Regions from separate parts of the Lactuca sativa genome. Here region 1 is linked to region 2. A link is a contact called in public Hi-C data. All regions are on one chromosome and are shown on one strand. The core of a region is the stretch at or near the end of the contact, and the rest is flanking DNA. Distances in the headings are between cores, read along the strand shown. Region 1 holds the start of LOC111908303 (peptidyl-prolyl cis-trans isomerase FKBP42). Region 2 holds the start of LOC111908302 (putative zinc transporter At3g08650).

The links. Hi-C and Micro-C count contacts between places; a contact is called where the count stands out from the background.
Region 1: a contact with region 2 is called in a Hi-C map of seed, with 4 times the contacts expected there. The contact joins the promoter of LOC111908303 here to the promoter of LOC111908302 in region 2. A contact is called at or near these places in 2 of 4 Hi-C or Micro-C datasets (leaf and seed).

Annotation. Positions count from the first base shown.
Region 1 is chr1:164,260,628-164,264,616 of Lsat_Salinas_v11, forward strand. It overlaps LOC111908303 (peptidyl-prolyl cis-trans isomerase FKBP42), which reads left to right and starts at 2,086. Exons shown (of 8, transcript XM_023904126.3): 1 at 2,086-2,348; 2 at 2,896-2,986; 3 at 3,142-3,381; 4 at 3,690-3,779. The coding sequence starts at 2,950.
Region 2 is chr1:163,941,303-163,945,084 of Lsat_Salinas_v11, forward strand. It overlaps LOC111908302 (putative zinc transporter At3g08650), which reads right to left and starts at 2,237. Exons shown (of 6, transcript XM_023904124.2): 1 at 2,081-2,237; 2 at 668-1,435; 3 at 309-593; 4 at 88-216. The coding sequence starts at 1,153.

The DNA.
Region 1 (3,989 bases), core at 836-3,335, 320 kb after region 2:
CCGGTGATCACATAGCACCACCTGATATTCGACACGTGGCACCACAAAACACATTGTGCCTATAGAGAGGCATGACATGCCCTCTGAAACCCACTATAAATAGGAGGCTAGCCCCTCCTCATTTCTTGCACCATTCTCTCTCAAGAATTTCTCCTCTCATCCTCGAGCATTTCAGTCCCTAGTGATATGACTTGTCGTTCTATATTATAGTTAGCGAACTCTGAAAGTTTCGAAAGAAGATAAGAAAGTAGGCACGGATATTCGGGCTTAGTCGAAATCAAGTAAGTTATACTTATTCCAACCTATAAATGGTTATACCATTAGTCGTTGTTATAAACCTATAAGTATTAGATTAGTCATTAATTTCGGTAAATGTTATGTTTGGTCTATGTACAGGAGAGGTGTCTAGGATAGATATATTGGTAAGGTTGTTGGATTTCAGAAAAGCTGTATGTAGAAATGGTTCTGCCTCATGACTATCTTGACTGGATGATCCTTATTTGATAGCCAAGAAAAGTATATTTGGAATTAATGAATATAGTATATCATAGGTTGAACGTATTAGTCAAGCTGTCTGCAAAACTACCTATGTTGTTGCTTCAAGGATTGTTCAAGTGAGTTTTCTCACTATACTATATATAACAATATGTATCATTGTATGATAGGATGTGATTGTTCTCTTAGACGGATAGGGTAGTTAGTCATTTGTCTGTAGTGTTAAACTATATGTTATTTAGTGTATATATATATATATATATATATATATATATATGTGTGTGTGTGTGTGTGTGTGTATGTGTGTGTGTTGATATCTTATGTTGCAAGTTGATGAGGAACCAATTTGTACTAAAGGCCAAGATAGTCAAGCGGACCAGCTTTATACTGAAGGTCTTTATGCAAATGCATTGTATATATATATATATATATATATATATATATATATATATATATATATATTGTGATATGTGAGATTTTGGAAAACTCACTAAGCATTGACTTACAATTGTTGAATAAATGTTTTTCAGGTTGTTCTTCTAATCGTGGAAACTAAAAAAGCTCCAGCATAATTGTACTCGCATCCAAGAAATAATTATGTTTTTAGACTTCCACTAAAACTTTCTTTTATATTAATAAATGTATGGTGGTGATCTTTTAATGACAAATAGGTCTTTAGAGTATGAAAATTTTATGTTAAAAATTAGGATGTTACATCTCAGTTTGTTATAAGTGACCCTATTATAATAGGAAGTGACAATATAATGTTGGTACCAATAATATGTATTTCAGATTTATGTGAGAAGTATTTTTACTCACTAAGTTTTAAGCTTACCTGTTGTTTATTAATATTTGCAAGACCTTTCGGGGTGAACAAAGGAAAAAAAAATGGTCTGACCACCATCTGCATTAAGTTTAATATGTTCGGTATGTTTTAAAAACTTTTTTAAGAAGACTTTCGCTATTACTCTAAAGCATTATGTTTTATGTGACGACGAAGGAACATTTTTTAAATGAAGTGCTACTATCATATTTAACATTTAAAAAAGGGACCTATATAAAAGTTTTAATTTTTGTTGTAAAAAGAATTAAGGTGTTACACTAGTGGTTCATCATTTGAGAGTGTTGTAAACAATGCAATGAAGATTTTCTATAATAACATCTCCTAAAGAAAATCTTCCATGATTTGCTTAAACCACTATGAGAGATGATGAATCATTTAAACCAATATGTGAAACCACATGACTCTTAGAGAAGAAATACAAATACAATAATGAATACAAATCTACATAAATGTTCAATTCGGTATAAATATATGTCACCTAGGATCATATATGAAAGTGACATACTTTTTACCTGCTCAACAATTAAGAAACATATAAGACATGAAACAAACATATGTTTTAGTTAAATTTGCAACTAAATCTTTATGATTAAGAAAATACAATATCAAAAATCAAAATGTAAAATGAACATGATTTTTAAGTGAAAGAACCGAAAATATGTTAAGCAATGGTGGCCGAAATGTAAAATGTCCCAAAGTTTCGCCTTCTAGATTGTGCATATTCCGCATGTGCAGGCCGCAGCACAATCAATTTAAAACCCCCAAGCGAATTATTTGGTCAAAACACACACACATACTATCAAATCTTCTTCGATCACTACAAAGTAAGAGAGTATTCGAGATTGAGTTTTGAAATAGCTTATAGAATTATACTCGTCGTTCACAGCCTCCTTACAGTTCTTCACAACGTTCACCTGCATCTTCCCACACCACCGACCATTTTCCCTTCTCCGCTCCAGACCTTCCATCTCCGGCGCCGGCTGCAATCTTCTCATTCTCCGATCACCTGGTAGGTCACGCTTTCTTTTTCTGGGTTGGTAAGCATATGATTTTTTTATTATTTTCTGGAATCGATGGTGCACATGAATTTCTTGTTAGATTTTGAATATAGAGGTTCATTTCTGTCTGATACGTGGTTTAATCGAATTCCTGATCTTTGGTTTGGTTTTAATCCCAATTTTCTTTTTATCAAAAATTGCTTAATTGGTTAAATAAGCAAATCCTAAACACCCTCTAAGCAAGTAAAGATAAACCCCGGAAATTCTAATTCAAAAGTAGGTAAGATTTCAGTTCAAATCGCACTAAACTATAAATCATGATTATCTTTATGCTCTCGTAACTTCAGCAAAATGTAGAAAAAGGGAGGAAATCGATATAAAAACAAGTACTTCATTTAAGATATTCTTATTATCGAAGGAGATTGGTTCCATTTGCAGTGTAAACTGCCAATTCGAGTATATTGTAACTGTAATTGGAGATGCGATTGCGATTGTGAATGTAGGTTTTCGTTATTTGGGTTTTTAATTTTATGTAATTTGATTGGGAATTTGTTTCAGTTCAAACTCGAGGTTCTCATTTAGTTGAAAGAAGTCTAGGAAGTAATCTTGGAAATGGAGGAAGTGCAACAGCAGCCGATTCAATCAGTTGGTAATCCATCAAAATCTCTTATCATCTTCCATTTTTATGATAATATTCCTTTGTTGAGAAAGTATCCCAGTTTGATAGTTGACCAAAAATGTTAAATTGGAACTCCTGTTTATAAATATATGATTGTTATGTAAGCTTTTATATATAAATTACAGGTGAAGATGGTGAAAATGAGATGATGTCTAATGGCTCTTCTATGACACATGAAACTCAACAAGATGATGAACCAGAGATTGTGATGGAAGGATCTTCATTTGTGCATGGAGGAGCTTCTGAAGATGATAAAGGTCCTCCAAAAGTTGATTCTCAAGTGGAAATCCTCCATGAAAAAGTTACAAAGCAAATCATTAAGGAAGGACATGGTGTCAAACCATCAAAATATTCAACATGCTTTTGTAAGTTCCCTGTTTTTATGGCCTTTTTTTTCAATAAAAACGATCATTTTTATATTTTTGACTTGTGAGAAATAGGAAGTAAGATTCATATATGGGTGTTTCTTTTTTACTTAATGAAAACAATGACTTAATAGATTAAGTTAAAGAAAGGAGTCTTTCCCCACTAAGTCCAACTTTTTTCAAAATTTTCCCTCGTTTGTTTTTCCTTCCATTTCCCCAAGTGTGCTTTCTTTTTTTACAAATATTTTTTTAAACATCATTTCATTTATCCATACAACATTAGTATAACCGCATGTCGATTATTGTAGTGCACTACAAAGCATGGACTGAAAGTACCCAACACAAGTTTGAAGACACCTGGCAAGAGCTACAACTAGTTGAATTGGTCTTAGGGAAAGGTATAAATACATCAAACAATTCTCACCTTTTAACTTATGTAAATGGTTTTTCTTGAATTATCGAAAAAAAAAAGTACAATGATTTAATGACTATAGAATATAGTTAAGTGGCTTACTTTTTGGCATTTGTATCGAGTATTTCCACACTTTGTCAAAAATGCTTATTCTTGGAAACTAATGTGTACCCTTTTGACATTTTTACAAGAAAGA
Region 2 (3,782 bases), core at 987-3,486:
ATTAAGAATCTTGTGGAATTGGAATTGGAATTTGAGATTCCATTCCATGGTAGGTTGAAAGGAATCCAATTCCATTCTTCCGATTACCTTAAATGCATCCGGAAGAACCTCAGCAACAACCATCCAGATCATACACCCTGCTGCAAACCCCGTACAAAATGGCAACATTTTATTGAAGGCATCAGCACATATAAACGAAGGCACTGCTACAATAGGCTGTCAAAATAAAAATATAATCAACATAAAATATCAAAGATTGAAACTTTCAATTATTTAAAGAAAAGGGTAATAGGGTATTAGTATTATACCTGGGGCAAAGATGTAATTACACTCCATAACATAGCATTTTGTGGAGAGACTCCTCTTGATGCAAGAACCATACTAACAGCTAACCCTTCTGGAATATTATGAACAGCAATAGCCAAAGTTACCAAAAGACCCTGAGAAAGACCTTTTGATCCAGCAAAAGATACTCCAACTCCAGAACCTTCCCCAAAAGAATGAAGTGTCATGATCCCAATTACAAGAATAACCTTATTTGCATCTGCTCCTTTTATGTCCAACATACTCACTTCACCATAATGCTCAAGAAACTATAAAAATAATAAAAATGTAATAATACCCACAAAAGATAAGTTTTAAATGAGGTTATAGATTCAGTACATACCTGTTTACATAGCCAGATAAAGATGCCACCTGTCAAAATACCCATGACAACCCAACTACCACTACCATGATCTCTTCCTTCTTGTATCAAATCAAAACTTGCTGCTAACATAACTCCTGCAGCCATTCCATTACATATTCCTGCCCATTGAGCATCAAGTTCAACAAAGAAAAATGGCAAAGCACCCAAACCAGTAGCAGCAGCCATGGCTAATGTAAACAGAGCAACAGTGGTCACTGAAACCCTGTTGTTTGAGTTTGAGTTTGAGTTTCCACTCTTTTTTCCATCAAGTTCTTCGTTAATGGTGTTAAAGACTTCACCTAAGTTGTTTCCATCTATAACACTTCCTATGGTGTCCTTCAATGGAGCAGTTATTAGCCTCTCTGTAGTAGTAGTCTTGTTTTCTGAATCTGATGTAGCAGAAGTTGTATATAGAACTAGTGAAAAGAGAAAGAGTATGAAGATTTGTTTATGTATTGAACCCATTGTGTTTGTTCCTAATTCCTATACACAACCTAATCTATCTTGATTTCAACAGAAAATCTCCATGGTGCACTTCTTATCAACACTTCTATACCAATATTACCCTAATCACTGGGAGAAATGACTTTGAGAACTGTTTGTTAATGGAATATAGTGAATCAATCCTTCAGTTAAAACCACATCAACTCATCAAGCAAGTTCAGCTAAAGCAGAGTTCAGGTTTTTTGAATATAAACATGAATCTGCATTAGCCTTCTTGGACACTTGAGCTTGTGTGTGTCTCACCTGAAATTTCAAGAAAAAAGACGATAAAATTGGGAATATTATTATAAATCTGCACCTTATGTGGGTCATCTCAAAACGGAAACTAAAAACATTGAGCATCATCAATTTCAGAAGTCATGGGATGAATATATTTTGGAATTCTGAATTTAACCTAGATAATTCATGACTAAGTACTACACAATTTCAGAATTCATATCATCTGAGCAGCTAAGACTGTTGCCTTGAATTCTGTATTAAATCATAAAAGCAATTCTCAAGCGGAATTCTACAATTTTAGTTGGATCAACGGATCAAGAGCATTGTCTTCGTTTGAATTGAAATTTCATTCTATCACTGATTCTAGTAGACATAATTAATCACTTCTTAATTTCTTAACCTTTATTGTATCACAGATTACAACCCAAATTGATCACCCAGTTTAAAACAAAAAAATGGGAGGGATCAAAATTGTAACGCGAATCTCCAAGCTTTACAGCTAAGAAGCACAGCAATGAAGCATCCATTATCGAAACGTATTCAATTTCGGACTCCAAAAACATCTACTATAAAAAAATTAATTGATCTATGAGAAAAATGATCTGAAGAAAAAAAAACCCTAAGACCTAAAAACGTAAACCTGAGAGTATAAAAAATCAAGGATCGAACCTGCTAATCGAAGAAATCAGCCGTCATGGACAGTTATTACGGCTTCAAAAATCCCGAATGCGTAGATAGAGAGACGACTTTAACAACCCACGGATGACGGAAACGCAGATTCTGCCATGAGAGACAAAAACCGCGGTTGTGACGACGAATTCCGCGGTCGAACCCCCTGTTTTCTTATCTATTTTCACTTTCAGTCCCTATACTATTTTATTAGTTACATCCGCGTCACGATTTTTCTATAGGGTAAATTACTTTTTATACCTTCACGCGTTAATTCAAAAATAAAATTTAGAAAACTTAAAAAATGAAAACCTAGACAATATCATAACAAATCAAGAAATATAATTCTAATCATGATTGAAAGCAAACTATAATATTTATAAAAATCAAACCCAAAACCCAAGTGATATATACTTCAAACTCATTTTGTACTAGAAGTCCTTTATAATAACAAAGATTTATTAATTACAATGCAAGCAATGATACACAATAAATCAAAGTACGGTTTTTAAACGATGTTTGGGATTTTTTTTTATCTAAATTAGCTTCACATGATAAGTTAATTTGAATTTTTTATTACATAAAATATAGTTTGTTATTATGGTTTTTTGTGTTATGGTGTCCTTAATAACCATTTTGATTGTTCGGAATGAAAAAAATAACTCGTTAATAAACAAATTATCAAATTTTTACTTTTCGGTACAATATAAACTAATTTAAACATTTCTTAAACTACGTTTGGTACTTAACAAGCTTATAATGCAATTTCAAAGACCCTCAAAATATTTTTGGTTTCGTCATGACAACATGTGGAGACTACTAATGAATCTCGCCAAACTATGATTGTTATTATAAAATTTGATGTTCAAACATTACTTCAAACACCAATTTCTCCCAATAATTAAGCTCGAGATGTAGAACCATATGCCTTTTGAATTAACCTTTGACCTAATCGCATGCATTGTCGTTAACTCATGGTCTATTGATGTTACATCAACCTTCACCAGTCTCCTTCTCCTTACTGGTGTATGTCAATAAATCAATGATAGTATCTAAAGAAAAAAACAATATAGGTTATGTAACATCCAAAAATACGACCCAAAATTTTTTGTTTTAATAATAATAAAAAATCATATACTGAACGTCATATCATAAAACCATACGTCAAATATCTCAAATCATAATAAAATGTCGTGAAACAACTGTATCAAATCAGACTAAGAATCAAAACAAACTCCCAGGACAAAAACTGAAGTTGTGGTGTGTACGATGACATCATTCCGAGCTCTTCCCTTTACTTGCGGAAGTACCTGAAACCAAAACTAAAACTGTAAGCACGAAGCTTAGTGAGCTCCCCCAAACTACCACATACCATACAATGCATATAAAACACACACTGGGCCTTGCCTACTGCATCGGACCGAAGTCCGAAAACTGCATCGGATCGAAGTCAGGAACTGACTCCATCGGACCGAAGTCCGGAAACTGCATCGGACCAAAGTCCAGAACTAACTGCATCGGACCGGAGTCCGGAACTGACTGGGGCCTTGACCCCTGCATCGGACCGAAACTGACTGAAAATAGCATAGCATAAACATATCAAATAGCATAAACACATATACTGTATACTGCATCGGGCCGTAGCCCGGAACACTTAACACATAAATCCTATCTGAGCCATGAAGGCATCAGACATACTAAC